Linked DNA regions of Mus musculus: regions 2, 3, 4, 5 and 6 are each linked to region 1. Evidence: chromatin contacts called from public Hi-C, HiChIP or PLAC-seq and promoter capture Hi-C data. All regions are on one chromosome and are shown on one strand. The core of a region is the stretch at or near the end of the contact, and the rest is flanking DNA. Distances in the headings are between cores, read along the strand shown.

Region 1 (2,700 bases), core at 106-2,605:
AGACAAAAGCAAGCTTTGAGATTCTAAAGCTGGAGATGAGAAATTTAGAATGGGGGGGGGGAGGAGGAAGAGGAGGGAGAGGAAGAGGAGGAAGAAGAGAGAGAGACAAAGAGACAGAGAGAGAATATTTAAACAAACATCATTCAATCTGGTATAAGTTCTTGCCTAAGTTCAGCTTCTATGAATAGGAGACTTTATACATATTAGCAATGCTATTTGATTTGAAAAAAATATCAAATTGCTATTTGGAATTTTAGTAAGATGAACAGAAGTGAATTAGACACCAAAGCTAGGGACATTAAGGGACATTGGATTACCTTGAATGTGGGCTGTGATAGGAGATGGTTAAAAGGTAGAAGTCTAAACACTGTTCAACCAGATTTCAGTTTCATGGAGCTGCAAAACATGTCTTAAGAGAGGCTTGTTCCCTCCTTCGAGACACTGCCTCTCTCTCCACCGGCGTCTGCTTTTCTTCTGAAACACTTTCATAATCAAGTGACTTTCCTTGCATGGGTGCCTGGGGACAGCGGGGATTTCTCTGAGGATGAAGAAAGTTACATATTGATTACAGTTGCTTGCGGCGTGTTTGCTCCCGAGCTAGCTAGCACAGACAGATCTCTAACACTGCACTTTCCTGGCGTTCACCGAAATAAACATCCCACCGTGAGAAAACGCGTACATACACCACACACACACACACACACACACACACACACACGCTCTCTCTCTCTCTCTCTCTCTCTCTCTCTCTCTCTCTCTCTCTCTCTCTCTCTCTCGCTCTCTCTCGGGCGCGCGCACGCATGCGCGCGCACGCACCCACTCCGCACCTCCAGATGAGTGCACAAGGAGTCAGAAAATCCGCAACTCCCTTGGCCCAGTGTTTGTGTGTGTGTGTGTGTGTGTGTGTGTGTCTGTGTGTGTCTGTGTGTAAGCTGACGACGTGGGTTGGTGTGTGGACTAGAAGGCACCAGGAAGACCGCAGCTGCCTCTCTCTGCAAAGTATACGGTGATTCCCCACGCCTGGCTTTACATCCTATCCCCAGTTGAAATCAAATCACTGCCAAACTTTTCTCTTTCTAGAGGAAGACACCCTCTAAACACCAGGGCTACCACGGCTCAGCCCTGGGCGCCGCCGCCGAGACTTAGCGCGGGCTCTGCGGGCCTTGATGCTCTCCGGTCGGACTCAAGCTAGTCAATGACTCTAAAGAGCTGGGGCTGCTGGCCCCGCCCCCGCCTGCCGTTTCTCCGCCTCCCATTGGGCGTGGGCCGAGAAGGCAGGGTCTGGCTCCCCACGCCGATTGGCTGGCAGAGAATCAGTATCAATGTTTAAGCGGCGGCGTGAGGTGAATAGAGTCAGTCAGCAAGAGACGCTGGGGAGAGAATCCGGACTGCGAGCCCGGCGGCTGCCGCAGCGGAGGAGGGCGGCTCGGAGACGGTACTCCAACTGTTGAATTGAATTTTTCACCTTCCATTTCCTCCGCGTCTTGGCTGGCGGAGATGGATTTATTCGGTTTGAAACCTGCACGTCTTTCTCAGGCTTTGGGGTGATCCTGACAGGCACCGCACTAGACTGAAAGAGACCACTCGTGACAGAAAAAAAAAAAAGGAGGAATTAAAATTTAAAAAAAACCTCCACAACAGACTGCACAATTAGCTATGCACACCGATGCTGGACTTTGTGAACAGAGACCGTTGGGAGGAAAATCTTGAACTATGATCCTGGGCTAAGCTGTGAATCATTACTGGAAACGTGCCCCCACCCCTAAGACTGAGAGATTTGGGGGCATCTCACGCCTAACCAAGTGGAAAGGTTTTTTTTAAAAAACAAATAAATATTCGTAAGCAAAGCAGACGCCTTGTTTTGCAGAGCCTCGGACTCCGGCCGAAAGAGGTAGAGTAAAAGTGTTCCTGGATTCAGCTTTGCCTTCCTCCCCCCACGCTTTTTCTCGTTTTTCTTCCCCCACCCCCGACGTGATTCCGGCTTTTTTGTTGTTGTTGTTTGTTTTTTTTTTGTTTTTGTTTTTGTTTTTCCTATTGAGTGGTCAGAGAAAGCCTTAAGAAGAAGCCTCAACTAAGGACTGCGAAGGGAGGACCGTGAGGGGAGAGTGAATACGATTCGTTCCGCTGCTTCTGACTCATCCCGCAGATGAGAACACCTGCATTTCTGGATGTGTCATTCCCGTATACCGAGGCGCTGGGAGAAGCGGAAATAATGTGTAGATCAACCCGTGCCTAACCTCCCCTCGGAGGTGGAGGAGGTAGTTTCCCCGGGTGGGCGCCCTGGCAGAACCGCGGTGGCTGCAGCTCCTCACCCTCTCTGCCTTTCCCAAGTCGACCAGAGACCGTGTGTGAGCCAGACTGCAGAATGCATCACGCCAAGCCTTGATGTATTCCGTCGACTCTACTCCTCCAATTTAAAATAATAATAATAATAAGGGGGGAAAAAGCCTACACTGTTATTCTCTTCAAATATTCACCACTCTTGTTCCTCGCCAAGGTTTTCCTTTCTAGATGAAAAGGAGGCTGGGCCACTGGAAGGAGGTGCTGAATAGAAAGAAAAGAGAGCCACTTGACAGCCCAGCCCTGTGAATGCAGAGACTGTTTCCCTTCTAGCGAGAGACAGGGCAGTGTGTGTGTGTGTGTGTGTGTGTGTGTGTGTGTGTGTGTGCTAGGACTGGGAGGGTAGCTCCCTCCTCCTTT
Region 2 (2,700 bases), core at 104-2,603, 1.4 Mb after region 1:
ATTTGCTTCTTCCATTCCATTTCCCTCCTATCTTTCTATCCTCTTTCCATTCCTCTTTCTCAGGTGGATTGTTTTATAGCTTCATCCATTCACCTGAGAAATTCATTTTTTAAACAACCAAGTAGCATTTCTTTGTGAAAACAGTCCCGAGTCCGAGTACCCACCTATTATTGGACATCTGAGCTGGTTTCAGTTACTGGCTATTACACATAGGGCAGTGATGACCAAGGGGGAGCAAGTGCCTCTGCAGTAGGATATAGAGTCTTTTGACTATGTGCATAAAGAGTGAAATAGCTAAGTCTTAAGGGAGATTTAGTCCCAGCTTCCTGAGGGGCAGTCATTCTGATCTCTATAATTACTGTACATTTGCCATCCAACCAGTAATAAATAAGTGTTCCCTTTCCCCCACATTCTCATTGGTATATGTCACTTGTTTTATTGATCATATAACTTTTTTAATGAAGAATACATTGAGGCTGTACATCAGTGTTAAAGTGCTTGTCTGACGTGAATGAGACCCCGGATTTCATTCCCAGAACTGCAAAAGACTAAGGTTGTAAATATATTAGTAACTTTAGTTATATATATATATATATATATATATATATATATATATATATATATATATATATATATATATATATTTAGTTATATATATATGTATATATGTATATATATATATACACACACATAAATATATACACACAATATATACACACACAATACACACACACACATATATATATACACACATACATATATATATATACAATATATATACACACAATACAGACACACACACACACACATATATATATATTTGAGAATAGGGAGAGGAAAGGAAAGGAGAAGTACAGGGCTAAAAGGAGAGGAGAACTGGAGCAGGTGTCGCCTTGAAGGAAATTTCTAGCAATTAGATATTTATGATCATGCGTTTTTCTTCTCAGATCTTTATATTACTAGTCTCTACTAAAACACTTGTATAAAAATTGCCTCAGAAGCCATGGGTGAAATATGCTTTAGCAAAATTCTAATTTTATCCTATATATGTAAAGACTTAGAAAAAAAAAGAAAATTTCACTTGAAGTCTTTGCGATGTCATAGCCTCTTCTTTCATCAAGTGAATTCATTTGTATACCAATTTGTCTTTTATGTTTTAGGTTTAATTGTAATGTTTATAAATACCCTTGCCTCTCATTCTTCCACTTTCCCTCTTCCTGTGTACCTCTGCTCCTCTCCTCCTCCTCTCCCGCTTCTCTTTTTCCCTCCCAACTCTGTTGGCACCAAATCATCTGCATCTCTGGGATTTCCTGTTGTCTTTGTTCTGCTTTGTGATTTACTACTCCCAGCAGCTCCCGTTGTGTGGCCTTCCAGCACAGTAGATGGGCTTTCTCAGCTATTTACATGGTTTTCTGACACCATTGTATGTGCTGCAAGGCAACTAAGGGGGTTTTATCTTCTTAGCCTTTTCTAATTATTCTGATTTGTACTGGTTTTAAGTCAATTAAGCAGAAGCAAACAGAGGATCAGCTCCAGCTTGTACCATTTTTTTTAAAGGATTGATCTTTTCTGTTTTGTCTTACAAGAACACTATGCATTTTTTCTTTTAATGTATCAGCAATTCAATATTTAACAACCTCCCTACTGTACATAATCCCTCTTTTTTTGAAGCTTCTGTTTTGATAGTGCTTTATTTGCTATTTGAGAATATACATCAAGTAGGTTTTTCTAGAAACACCTTCTTTTCCCTCTGTGTCGGTTCCATTTTGTTTGTTTGTGCTTCTGTGCTAGTATGATAGGTCAACATGCTCTCCCCCGGAACTGCATCCCCAGTTATGGGTTGCATTCATCAAATAAATGATTCAGAAGTCATAATATGTAAAGATGGTAATATACAGAGATTGAATGTTGCCTACAAGGAAGAAAAGATCTAAAACCATCCAGAAATCTCAGGTGAACTGTCTTTATGATACTAAACTTGAAATACAGAATTGTAAGACTACACTGGAAAGACAAAATGAATACTTGGAACATGAATTTAGTACATGGTGTTAGTAATTATTCACCAAACATTAGATTATAGGTACTGTGATAAATGACAGAAATCTCTTGTTTTACATTGTTTTATTGATTAAGGATTTCCACTTGATCCCTATTCTTTATTTTCTAACACTGCAAACATTGTAGGTACTACTATAGAGATTGCAATGAGGTGCTTATAAGTACACAGAATATAGTAACTGAGAATCACTATGACTCGGGGAAAGCTAATGGGTAAATAAATTATCACATGCATTTTTAAAATTTCTCCAAAATATTATAGCACTGTTTACTTGAAATATGTAAATAAATGTGCCCTTTAAATTTTCCACATAAAAGAACAAAACACTTCTATCATTCAGCTATGAACTTCAAACACAAGTACAAATAGTGTTTATATTCAGTTATCTTGCAGTTCTTTTAATACCACTTTATTAATATATTTTCATCTAGAGAGAGTCTTGAAATTCATCACAGGTAAAAATTTCTGAAGAAGGGATTGCAATTTGAAATAATGATACATCATATTTTTCCATCAGAAAATTATTTTCTGGTTTGCTACTTTGCTAAATTTGAGAATGCCAATACCCATTTTCACATAAGCAGCCACAAATACCAAATCTACTTCGCTAGAAACAAGGCTCTTACACAGGCTAGTTT
Region 3 (2,733 bases), core at 26-2,525, 2.0 Mb after region 1:
AACGAGCCGAAAACAATCTTTCCCAAGAAATTTCAATGTTCATCGTCTAATCAAAGTAGAAGGCCCCAGCATCCCTCAAGGAGGATCCAGAAGTTGGCAGTTTCTGAGGCGAGTCCCATATTCCTCCCCTAAGGGGTCAGGATTTTTCAGGTCTGGGCTCTTCTTGTTCTTTTGACAGCGACATTAATAATTGTACCAGCTCTCCCCTGGCAGGGCCGCACCACAGAGTAAAGCCTGGAGTAGGAGCTGTGCCCAGCGCAATAATACCAGTTAAATAAGTACGTTCATTACCTCCCAACAGTCAAGGAGTTTAAAATCCGTCAATTCACCCCACATGAGGGAGATTATGTGATTTACATGTTAAAGTGCCCCTGTGGTTTGATTTGCATAGCAAAGACTTTGGGGGCACAGAAACAAAGCATCCGCATGCATGACAAGAGGACTATTAGCATAGAGAGAGCAGGTTTTCCGACAGCCCAGCCTGGCAAACAATGCTGCACCTTCGCTGCTCGCTGGAGTTTATAGGATTTGACAGTTTCTCATCTGAGGGAGGAGAAGGTTAGGGAGTTGGGGTGGAATGAGGTTCGCTAGATTGGCTGTCTGCCTTAAGCACAATAATTTGTCTTTCTCTGAAGACCTCCCCTCCTCTTATCACCTTTATCGTTTCTTTCTGATGTTCATTCAAAGACGTCTTCTGCCGGGCAGTATGGAAGAACGAACCATAACTGTTTCTCAGGGCTGCAGATCTTAGTCTGGGAGACCCAAGGCTTTCGTGTCTCAGAACCAACTGGGCTAAGAACACAGTAAAAGCATTACAGCGTGTGTATCAGGAAAGAAAACGAAAATCTCGAGAATGTGAGTGGGGCTAGTGAGCTGGGAAAGGCAACATTCAAGAGTGTTAGGCTTCAAGTCTCGTGTCTTGCCATTTTCATAGCATAGCCAGCCTTCTCTCGAGCCTGTCACGGGGGCTTTCCCCACGCACATTCTATTTCTTACAAGCGGTCCAGGTAGGAAGTGGTTTCCAGTCTTTTTTGTTTTTGTTTTTGGTCTTGTTTGTTTGTTTGTTTGTTTTTGTTTTTGTTTTTTTTCCAGACAGGGTTTCTCTGTATAGAGCCCTGGCTGCCCTGGAACTCACTTTGTAGACCAGGCTGGCCTCAAACTCAGAAATCCGCCTGCCTCTGCCTGGGATTAAAGGCGTGCCCTGCGCCACCACTCTGTGCTCAGTCATTTTCTTTGAACTGGCTTCTTTCATATGTTAATCTTGAGGGCTTTCTCTTGTCTCAATACTCCAGCCATTAGAGAATTCTGGCATTGGCTCTGCCCTCCAAGACCCACAGGTACAAGGGGCTATCAAGGTCTCTCAGCTCCCAGGATGAAAGCTTTTATGGCTAAAGTAGCTAGGCAAGGCTTACCCTCCAGCAAAATAGAGAACCCCTGTTTTTCACACCCCCCCCCTTTTCATCTTCTGAGCAGCCAGTCAATGTGCAATAGCTCTGGAGTGACTCATAATGGCAGAATAACCAACACAAGTCTTACAGAGCTGGTCATTTGGCTACATATGCTTCCTGCTATGGAATTCTCCTCAGGAGGCAAGGTTAGCCCACTAAGCACAGAATCAGAACAAATAGAGTCTGGGGATGTCCTGAAAGGGCCTTTCCATCCATCACAGTATCCTGAAAGTGTAATGTCAGAAATATAGAATACATTTATGTGTTTCTCTGAAGCACACAATGTATTAAATAACAGCAAATACTCAAGCTACAGCAGTTTCAGCTGCAGTCATTTACTAGATATCCCTGTTTTCCTTGGTAACATAGATTCTTTTATCCCAATTTTAATTGCTAGTGTTAATTTTCAAGTCACTATTGTGCATCACATAGTAAATCTGTCTTTGTATGTATGTATGTATGTATGTATGTATGTATGTATGTATGCATGCATGTAGTATGTGTGTGTATGTAAGTTACAGAATGGTTGTAAAGGATTAAAGGGGAAAGCAAGAATTTTCACAAAGCCCCGAGAAGCAAAGCTGGAAATCTGACACTATGCAGAAGTCTGTATTGGTCAGATAACAGACCTAAGCAGGTTCTGTTATCCTGAGTCTCTGGGTCAGCAAGGTTTTGTTTGTTTGTCTGTTTGGTTTTTGTCTTTTGTTTTTGAGCAAACCTTCAAAGCCGAGTCCAGCCGCAATAATAAAAGAGTAGGGATGGGGCTGCTGTTAGATAAAGAGACAGACAGACAGACAGATTGAAAGCGGTTTACATAGGCAAACAGGAATATGGATGAACAACAATTGAGCAGGCACATTGTTGGGAGCCGCCCCCACATTCGCCGTCACAAGATGGTGCTGACATCCTGTGTTCTAAGTGGTAAACAAATAATCTGCGCATGTGCCAAGGGTATTTTACGACTACTTGTACTCTGCTTTTCCCGTGAACGTCAGCTCGGCCATGGGCTGCAGCCAATCAGGGAGTGATGCGTCCTAGGCGAAATATAACTCTCCTAAAAAGGGGACGGGGTTGCCGCCATTCTCTCTCGCTGGCATCTCTCTGGCTCTGCGCGCCCTGCGCTCGCTCGCTGCCTAAAGATGTAAACAATAGAGCGCGCTCTGCGCTTTGGCGGCGCCGGAGCTCTGGCTCCTAAAGATGTAAGATAGAAGGGGCTTTTCGCTTTTGGGGCTGGGGGTTTGCGCTCCTAGCTCCTGAAGATGTAAGCAATAAAGTTTTGCCGCAG
Region 4 (2,700 bases), core at 130-2,629, 1.7 Mb after region 1:
GCTTACATCTGAAACCTCAACACTTCTAGAAGGGAAGCCAAGCGCATGGGAAATTCAACATTGTCCTTACAGATAGTCATTGCTAATCTGTAATATATGACATTCTGCCTCTAAAGCAAAAGGAATGTAAGATAAGATTAGCATTATATTCCAAAAAATAGAAGTGATATTATAAGAAAAACAAATTCTTGGACCAAATTCTTAATAAATGGTATTAGTAATAAGTAAAAGGGAATAAATATGGAAACTTATAATAATAGCCACAATTAAGAATCATGATATTTTATAACACTATATATATATATATATATAGTGTTAACACTATATATATATATAAAATACCTTAAAAATATCAATGAAGACACCTATAAGGGAAGATGTATATTTTATAATGTGTAAAACTATTATAATACTAGCTGTAAATATGTGCCCAAGTACCTCTTCAGGGCTTAACCTTACCCAGCAACTTGTGGTCTAAAGTACTCATAAACTTACATATTTTCACATATCTTCTGTTTTATTTTGACTCAAAAATTATCAGAAGTTTGAAGCAAAATTCACAGAATTACCTTGATTATGAATTTTATTATGGTATTTTCTGAAAAGACCATTGCAATATTTTCAGTGACTATTGGAGTAACTTGTAATTTCTTATATGCTTGTAATACCACATTGTGCTATTCTAAAATTATAAAATATTTAAGAAAATTTAGAACCATTTAATCACCAGTAAATTAAGCAAAAACCTTGCAAAGTTGCAGTGTATCTGCAGGCCACAGAAGTTCAAGAATCCTATGATGCAGTTACTGGTCGTTTGAAGGACTGGGTCGACTAGAGCTGAGCTCAGTCCTCATCTCCAAAGCAGCCTTATACTCAAGCACTTTTTCCATCTTCTCCAACAAATGGAGCCAAGCCTAAGGGAAAGAATTGCTTCAAATCAGACATTATCTTCAAACGACTTCGTATCAATTTCCAGTTTTGATACAGCAACTGCCATTGCATTGGATCTTTCTTTGATTCTTTGCATCTGACACAAAACCACTCAGCTAAACAAAGCAGGGTCACAAATGCTCAAGGTCAGGTACCATTGATGATAAGAACCATGAACTCTCCACAACTTGTTGATGACGACAAAGTTGGGAATTCTTTCTGTCTCAAATACATGCCACAGAGTAAGTCAATCTCCATAATCTCCACCCTCCTATTTTTTTTTTTTTTTTTTTTTTTTGCTTTGTCTTTTAAGGGTAACATTTCAAAGCTGAAGTTTGCCTACACTGTCTAATTTCAAAAGTCTGATTGCCACGCTGAGGTGCAGCTTGTCCACGAACAATACAGATTAGAAGATCACGTGGCTCACTCGAGGAGAGACTGGAGAGTGTGTAACAAACCCTGTTAAGGTAAAATTTTCCACAGGTGACATCTGTGAACTTTCACTGTAACATGATATGTTTTATACGATTCTCGTTTTCAGTGTTCTGTTTCTTGCTGTCCCGGAGAAAATTAATGATCCTTGGAAAATACAAACTCAAGTGTTAGGCGCTATGTGTTATGTATTCTCTGATGGTTTTGCTGACCATTCTAGGAAAAACAAAAAGGTTAATTTGATGGCTAAATATTGCCCCAACAAACTTTGAAAAATGTCACCACCAGGAACATCACTTTTCTCTCGCTGATATCCTTTATGCCTTAATTTGAAAGTCAAATGAGCATTTCTAGGCATAAGAAATAAGAGCTAGGGTGTGCCGGTGGGTTTATTTTTAATTGGAAAAACAGCTCCTGTTTCTTAAAAGTCAGGTAATGATTTCAGGGTGTTTATAAACAAGACCTGAATAAAATATTAGACAATCATGCTTGAAAGCTCTTAGAGGTTGCCTAATCTAATACAAATAGAGGGAATTGTGAAAGTAATTGGGGTTTCTTTGTTTGCTGCAGAACTTATGGAAAACTTACCAAGTATAACATTTGATTCTTTTCAGGAGATTAAGAACTGTGCTTCAAGTTCTTTGCATGTGACTAAGATTAATACTTTTATGTATTAGCTGCCAAAATGAAAAGTGCTACAGAAATAAATACACTATATTCATACAATTAAATCTAGATCTGTAGAGGGGAGATGTGCTGTTTATTATTGTCTTTTACTCCTAAGCTCCTAGTAATACTAGTCATCTAATAGTCATTATTATGTTTATTATAGATAAATTCAAAGGCTGAAACACATGCTTCCATATAAAGAGATTTTTATTAAAGCCATCAGTTAAGTCATTGATCTGGAATGAAATTTAGATCAATACATTTTCAACTCTGACCAAACATCTTTCCTCACCACATGACCAGCTTGTCCACAGTATGCTGTGCATGTCCACATAGGAAATTGCCAAGCACAGAAAGATGGATGACTGTTATTTAGAGAATATATCTAACTGGGGCAAGAAAGAAAAAAAAAACTGGACAGTGCATGACTTGGTAAGGGACTATGTTTTTCTCTACCGAGCACTTCAGTATATAATGTACAATTTCCTTAGGTGTAGTAGATGTTAGTTTTGTGATTTTTGCCCATCTTTTTTGGTACCTGTGTTAGATGTTAGAATTACAGAGAGAGTCCACTGAGTATGGGCATATCTATGTATATATGAACATAAATACAGTTCATCCATTTTACCTTTACAAACAGCACTTCTCCAAAACTAAATCTCTTCTGAG
Region 5 (2,700 bases), core at 74-2,573, 1.1 Mb after region 1:
CAAGCAACAGGAGTCCTGAAGCAGCATCTGACTCGAGCTTGTCAAGCTTTACAAGCTGTTGGGTGGTTTTGTTTTTGTTTTTTCCTGCCTCCTCCCTGTCCTGGGGGCTGCTTGATTGTCCTCTGGAAGCTTCCACCATTGATTCCCCATTTCCTTACTGTGATGTTCTTCCTGGGAGACATAAGGGCTTGCACAGATTGTTCTAATGAGGGTAATGCACAGAGCTCTTACAGATAAGATATGTGGGAAGCAGGAAGGAAGCGTCAGGGGATGCCCAAATGACTTATTTAATCTGTATCTCTCATTAATCTACATACTATGTGCCCATTCCCTTGAGAGGTTGGCACTATAGTGATACCCTGCAGTTTGGAATTTATGTAGGATTTCAGGGGAGGGGCGGGGTGTCATTTTTCTCATTATCTTTTCCCTGAGGTACCCAGACAGAAGGGTGTATGTGTGTGTGTGTGTGTGTGTGTGTGTGTGTGTGTGTGTGTGTGTGTGTGAGAGAGAGAGAGAGAGAGAGAGAGAGAGAGAGAGAGAGAGAGAGAGAGAGAGAGAGAGAGGTTGCTTTTCAGTTTAAGTGACAGAAGTACTCAAGGGACTCATAGAGAATATTCCATCTGGGCAGCACAGGCTGCATTACATGGATTTTTTTTTTCACCAGGCAGAAATGTTTTCCTGCTTCTCCTCTGAATATTGTAGGAGAAATACAATTTCAGAGGGAGAAAGATAAGTTGAGGGAGAAAGACTAGAAGTGCAAAATGGAGAGACCCTTTCTTAGCATAAACTCCACTGTGAGGGAAAATGCAGGGCAGCAATTGAGATGCAGATTCTAGTCCTGATTTATTTATTTTAAAACATTTTAGATGCACTCAAAAGACAACCCATCAGTCAGTAGTGACAGGGAACATGAAAATGTATAAGAATAAATTGAGCTTTAATTTTTCTTGACTAAGTATAGACATTCATCATAACTCACTTGTAATAGCATAGGACCTCTCCCCACTTCCTAACTCTCCTCTTTGTAGCATCATCTAGTTTGTTATGTGTCTTAAACCTAATTAGAAAGCAACCGTCTGCTGTTTTAAAAATGACTATTTTTCTTCCTTTTGGCCAATATTGGTGAAGGCCCACTGCAATTAAAGTTATGGCAAAAGTTTATGCAAAACAGTTTGATGTTTCTGCTAAATAGTGTGTGAAGTCCTCCTCCTTGTGATGCCTAATTACTGGTGTCATAGAGGCATCTGTGCACACTCAACACTCTAATGGGCTGCTCCTACAGGACTAATGCATTTTAATTGATGCTGTTTAGCGTGGCTTTTGCTTCCTCACTCACATGAGAAGCTCTGCCCTTCTGCTCATCTGTCCTCAAATGAGCTTGGACTCTGCTGGGGAACTCGGTGCAGATGGTCAACAAAAGGTGAAAATTACCAGGATCCCAGCTATCTGTCTCCTTTCAATCAAGCTAGAATCTGAATTACTAATCAGCTTCCTTCTGCCCCTCCACTCAGCCCTACTCTGAGTGCTGAGATGTTTACATTCGGATTTAATGCTAATCTCTCTTTGTCAAATGGCTTTATCAAGTCCCATTTGATTTGAAACACACCTTCCTAACCAGCAAATCAGGGACAGACTATTCCAGTACCTCATCCTGCAGTTCATTTCAAATACAAATTGTTCTTTCTTTGGGGAGAGAGCTAAAGACTAGTTGAATTTCTTTTCCGGTATCAACTGAAAAGGGAAGAAAAAGTACTTGAACACAATAGAACTAAATGGCAAATCACGTGTGTTTCTCTTGAATTGGACAGTGCATCCTCCAAAGAGTTATTATCAGCAGTACTGTTTGGCTCTTCCCAAACACCGCATTTAAACTTTGGAGTTCTCTGAGCAGTATGTCTTTCCTTTGTGGATAAGAAGTCAGACATACAGGGAAGAATAAATTATGGACACTTTTACCCCACTGACCTTTACAATAAGGATATCGGGCTTTTATATTATTTTGATATTTTTGTACGTAAATATTTTCAAAATCATTTGTAAAACTCAACACAGGTTGTAAAGACAAAAGGAACCTGAAGGATGGGACAGGATCTGTATATCCCAAGTTTAAAAGAAAGCTGGAAATCAGCTACCTCTGCTGGTCAATTAACAGGTCAGTGGCATTACTGTTAGAGGCAGTGAGTACGAATCCTTCTTGTGTGACCACAGAGTGGGAAGTGTCCTGAAATTGTAATGACTTGCTGATAATTTTAGGTGACATTCAGTCTAGTCATTTTTCTCTGCTTTAGAGAGAAAAAGAGACACAGAATTGCACTCTCTTAAATCATCATGATCCTAGTACTGGTTTCTAGGCAACCATAACAACTGAATGAAAAAAAAAAATAGAGAGACTTTAGATTTCTTTTTTTGAATAAAATACATGTTTTTGCCTGTCAATCAGGGTTTTCTTGCTCTTCGTATTCCATAATGAGATATTTATATATTTGAGCTTTAAATTAAAGAGAAAAGGCTCTACTATCTATAAGTGCTGTGCCTATGCTTTATGCTTTAAGAAAAATACTATTCTTAGAAGCAATTAATAAGATTAAGATGCTAAGCTGGGCGTGGTGGCACACACCTTTAATCCCAGCACTCGGGGGCAGAGGCAGGCAGATTTCTGAGCTCAAGGCCAGCCTGGTCTGCAAAGTGAGTTCCAGGACA
Region 6 (2,769 bases), core at 183-2,682, 1.8 Mb after region 1:
CAAACAAATCCAGAGCTTCTGAGGGCCTGACTTTTTTCTAACAATGAGCTCCTCTGAGGGCCAGAGGTTCTCATTTCCCAACTTAGCACAGCAGAGTCACGTAGGCAAACATGGGCATTTTGACTGCAGTCTCCACACACATTAGTTATTTCTGGCTGCCAGGAGCCACAAATAGGCTCGGTTGTTTTCAGTTTAAACCTCAACTCTCCCTCACTCAGAATCACAACAAATAGACACACAAAGTCCCCACCTCCAACCAGTTATTTTACCTTGAGTATACTTTTCCAAGGAAGACCTTTTATTTTTCTTTCCTGTATAAAAAACATTAAAAAAAGGAATTCCAAATCATGTTTCTCCTTCACTAGTATATTGCTAACTGCTAATTAGAGAGGATTTCTTTTACTAAATGATTTAGTTCTTATGTCTTCTTTAACACTTGAAAGGTTCCAGCTTCAGGAAAAGAAGGAAGTGCCTTAATTAAAGTATGAATGATTAAATATTCAGTTTTAATTGATGCTGCCCCATGCTATTATTTTGCATGTTTTCTGTAATTCTGTTATCAGAATCACCAAAGAGAGAGACATCAACTACTGACTAGACCTAAAATGTGGAAAGGGCTTCTGCCTGCTCACATTTAGGCATTTAAGTTCAAGAATCAACTGAAGAGTAATTTGTGGTTTCCATGGCAACATCACTAATTGCTGACAAACTGAATAAATGAATAAATAACAAATAAATAAATAAATAATCAACTGTTCCTGCAGCCACATGGATAATATCTAATATTTTTTAAAAGAGTGAAATAGCACTTTTTCTTAGGTAATTCAAGTCACTTTCCTGGTAGGAAAAAAAGCCAAGGACTTGAAGGGTTAATTCTTGTTTGACACAGGTGTTAGCTCAATGCTGCCCAGGTCTGTCAGGCTCTGGCTGCCAGCACTTTGTTTCTGTTACAGGTAAGGGAATTTGGCTGCAATGAAGAGTGAAGGATTTTTGCATCTTCCAACTTCAGAATAGCAAAGAGAGCGCGGAGGCAGATGGATGAGATGAAGAAATGGCACCCAACTCTGGATTTGAACATCTCTTAGACAAGAGGTGGGGGGAAATAACAAGCCGAGATAGAAAAGGTGAGTTCAAACCTGAAATCAGCCACTTGCCAGGGAGGTCAGCCAAGCGTGATCGCTCACTAGCAAAGGTTTCTGATTTCTCTGCCTGGCAGATTTGAAAAAAACATAACAAAAAGAGTGAACCCTTTGGGACTTGGGAACCTGTTCAACTGATACAATGTCACCATTCAAAACTCACCAATTTCTGAACTGCTGTGCATCATTTGTTAAAATTGCTTCAGCCCGAGTTACCTTCCCCTGCTCTCTAAGTCTCCTCACTGGGTCACCAGGACTAAGCAGGAACATTTTGATAAATTCTGTTTCCATGACGATGAATTAGAGAGTGAAAGGGGGGAGGTGTTGAGAGATCTGTATTCTGTAGAATACTCTCAAATGTTTGCCTGTTTTCATTTTTAGCCATTTAGTTCTCATGGCTCTGTTCCAGGACTCTTTAATTTGCCAGTAGCTGTTTTTCCTGCACAGATTACAGGAGTAATTCATCAGCGAATGTTTCACTCGGCGGTCTCATCTAATGTAAGGAAACATAAAAATGAATTTTTCCAATTATGCCCTTTGTTTGTTTAGAAAGAGTGTACTGCGTATCCTCCTCCTTCTCTTACCATCTAGCCTTCCTGTTTGTCTTTCTCTCTTATTTATTGACCATTACCTTACACGCACTACGACTGCAATTTGTAAGATGTTGGGATCTGCTTTTAACTACCAATAAATTCTCAAAAGGCAATGATTTTTGAATTTACTGGACTGAAACCCAGAGGGGGATGTAAAAAGAGAAAGAACATTAAAAGAGTGAAGCTGGGTACATGCTACAATGAAACAAAATGTTTGCAAATTTTAAAAAGCAATAGAGTCTTTTCTTTACCAAATTACTTTAAAATGGCTTATTTATATACAGTGGAATTTGTTTTTGTTATTTCAGAATTTATCTGTTTCCTGAATGTAATGATAAAGCTACTACTTCCTTCAGGGACCCCCAAAAAGTGGTTTTGATGGTTTTGTTCTTTCTAAATGCTGAGACTACCCACAGATTGCATCTATTTGCACCAGGAAAGCCATGTGCATGCAGACAATGTAGTGTCTCTTCAGAGAATGCAAATCCCATCCAGTTTGCCCTTGCATACCAACAAACTGATAATCTAGTTCCTTCTAAATGCTGAGTTCAAATCATGGGCTTTCCTCTCCTCTTCTTTCTTTTCCCTTAAAATAAATCAAATAACCAGTTCTCAACAATTATTTTCCTTTCTTCCAAAATTGTATGGGTACAAATCTAAAGACTACTTACAACTTTCCCAAGTTCACTTATCTGTTGTTTAAAGCAGGGAGACAGTTTGCCAGAAAATGTCTGAATCCTCACACAATAATTAAAGAAGTGTTTACCACTAGTTGTGCAAAGCTCAGTCAATCAGTACTTTTAATTTTTTCAATAAATAGTAATGCAATAATATAATTTGTCTGCAAAGAACAGCTCTTGGGGGTCATATTTGCTCTTTGGGCTTAGTTTCTTCTCCAAAAATAGAGAGAATTTTCTCACAGAAAAGGATATAATTTTCTCCTGCACGCAAAATATTACTAATATTAGTGGCTCTCAGAGAATGTGCATGATTGAAAATCAAAGTAATTGTTTTAATGAATAAACACAAGTTGTTTT

What was found. Promoter capture Hi-C pulls out the DNA fragments that hold promoters and counts their contacts. A called contact is a pair of places that touch in the nucleus more often than the background predicts. HiChIP or PLAC-seq counts read pairs in DNA pulled down with a chosen protein or histone mark.
Region 2: a contact with region 1 is called in an H3K4me3 HiChIP or PLAC-seq map of neural tube, with 5 times the contacts expected there. The contact joins the enhancer-like site here to the promoter of Pcdh17 in region 1. A contact is called at or near these places in 3 of 39 promoter capture datasets (the C10 cell line, hippocampal neurons and maxillary cranial neural crest) and 4 of 115 datasets of contacts at active chromatin or transcription factors (craniofacial prominence, embryonic forebrain, forebrain and 1 more).
Region 3: a contact with region 1 is called in an H3K27ac HiChIP or PLAC-seq map of embryonic stem cells, with 12 times the contacts expected there. The contact joins the enhancer-like site here to the promoter of Pcdh17 in region 1. A contact is called at or near these places in 8 of 39 promoter capture datasets (cranial neural crest, embryonic stem cells, hippocampal neurons and 4 more), 1 of 484 Hi-C or Micro-C datasets (uterus), 8 of 115 datasets of contacts at active chromatin or transcription factors (astrocytes, craniofacial prominence, embryonic forebrain and 3 more) and 2 of 9 other capture datasets (embryonic stem cells and liver).
Region 4: a promoter capture Hi-C map of second pharyngeal arch cranial neural crest shows a contact between it and region 1. The contact joins the enhancer-like site here to the promoter of Pcdh17 in region 1. A contact is called at or near these places in 8 of 39 promoter capture datasets (the 3T3-L1 cell line, the C10 cell line, cranial neural crest and 5 more), 4 of 115 datasets of contacts at active chromatin or transcription factors (astrocytes, embryonic forebrain, embryonic midbrain and 1 more) and 1 of 9 other capture datasets (liver).
Region 5: a Hi-C map of the N1E-115 cell line shows a contact between it and region 1, with 16 times the contacts expected there. The contact joins the enhancer-like site here to the promoter of Pcdh17 in region 1. A contact is called at or near these places in 9 of 39 promoter capture datasets (the 3T3-L1 cell line, the C10 cell line, cranial neural crest and 5 more), 1 of 484 Hi-C or Micro-C datasets (the N1E-115 cell line), 4 of 115 datasets of contacts at active chromatin or transcription factors (astrocytes, embryonic forebrain, neural tube and 1 more) and 1 of 9 other capture datasets (adipose tissue).
Region 6: an H3K4me3 HiChIP or PLAC-seq map of forebrain shows a contact between it and region 1, with 6 times the contacts expected there. The contact joins the enhancer-like site here to the promoter of Pcdh17 in region 1. A contact is called at or near these places in 4 of 39 promoter capture datasets (cranial neural crest, frontonasal cranial neural crest, hippocampal neurons and 1 more), 3 of 484 Hi-C or Micro-C datasets (cerebral cortex and cortical neurons), 3 of 115 datasets of contacts at active chromatin or transcription factors (embryonic forebrain, forebrain and stem cell-derived neural progenitor cells) and 1 of 9 other capture datasets (embryonic stem cells).

The regions. Positions count from the first base shown.
Region 1 is chr14:84,442,208-84,444,907 of GRCm38.p6, forward strand. Pcdh17 (protocadherin 17) reads left to right here and starts at 1,356. Exons shown (of 4, transcript NM_001013753.2): 1 at 1,356-2,700. Gm32498 (predicted gene, 32498) reads right to left here and starts at 1,197. Exons shown (of 4, transcript NR_168882.1): 1 at 318-1,197; 2 at 1-29.
Region 2 is chr14:85,813,763-85,816,462 of GRCm38.p6, forward strand. No RefSeq gene overlaps it. Among named protein-coding and RNA genes, the nearest start is that of Gm32729, 360 kb to the right of the region's middle. Within about 2 kb of position 1,354, at least 4 of the 459 cell types and tissues checked have an H3K27ac peak or open chromatin away from gene starts, as enhancers often do. A contact at or near this core is called in neural tube, where this site is marked.
Region 3 is chr14:86,395,811-86,398,543 of GRCm38.p6, forward strand. No RefSeq gene overlaps it. Among named protein-coding and RNA genes, the nearest start is that of Gm32913, 25 kb to the right of the region's middle. Within about 2 kb of position 1,276, at least 30 of the 459 cell types and tissues checked have an H3K27ac peak or open chromatin away from gene starts, as enhancers often do. A contact at or near this core is called in embryonic stem cells, where this site is marked.
Region 4 is chr14:86,106,547-86,109,246 of GRCm38.p6, forward strand. No RefSeq gene overlaps it. Among named protein-coding and RNA genes, the nearest start is that of Gm32729, 65 kb to the right of the region's middle. Within about 2 kb of position 1,380, at least 1 of the 459 cell types and tissues checked has an H3K27ac peak or open chromatin away from gene starts, as enhancers often do. A contact at or near this core is called in second pharyngeal arch cranial neural crest, where this site is marked.
Region 5 is chr14:85,507,343-85,510,042 of GRCm38.p6, forward strand. No RefSeq gene overlaps it. Among named protein-coding and RNA genes, the nearest start is that of Gm32729, 660 kb to the right of the region's middle. Within about 2 kb of position 1,324, at least 22 of the 459 cell types and tissues checked have an H3K27ac peak or open chromatin away from gene starts, as enhancers often do. A contact at or near this core is called in the N1E-115 cell line, hippocampal neurons and neural tube, where this site is marked.
Region 6 is chr14:86,260,374-86,263,142 of GRCm38.p6, forward strand. It overlaps 4930529K09Rik (RIKEN cDNA 4930529K09 gene), which reads left to right. Exons shown (of 4, transcript NR_040457.1): 3 at 954-1,124; 4 at 1,587-1,669. Among named protein-coding and RNA genes, the nearest start is that of Gm41220, 4.0 kb to the right of the region's middle. Within about 2 kb of position 1,433, at least 22 of the 459 cell types and tissues checked have an H3K27ac peak or open chromatin away from gene starts, as enhancers often do. A contact at or near this core is called in cortical neurons and forebrain, where this site is marked.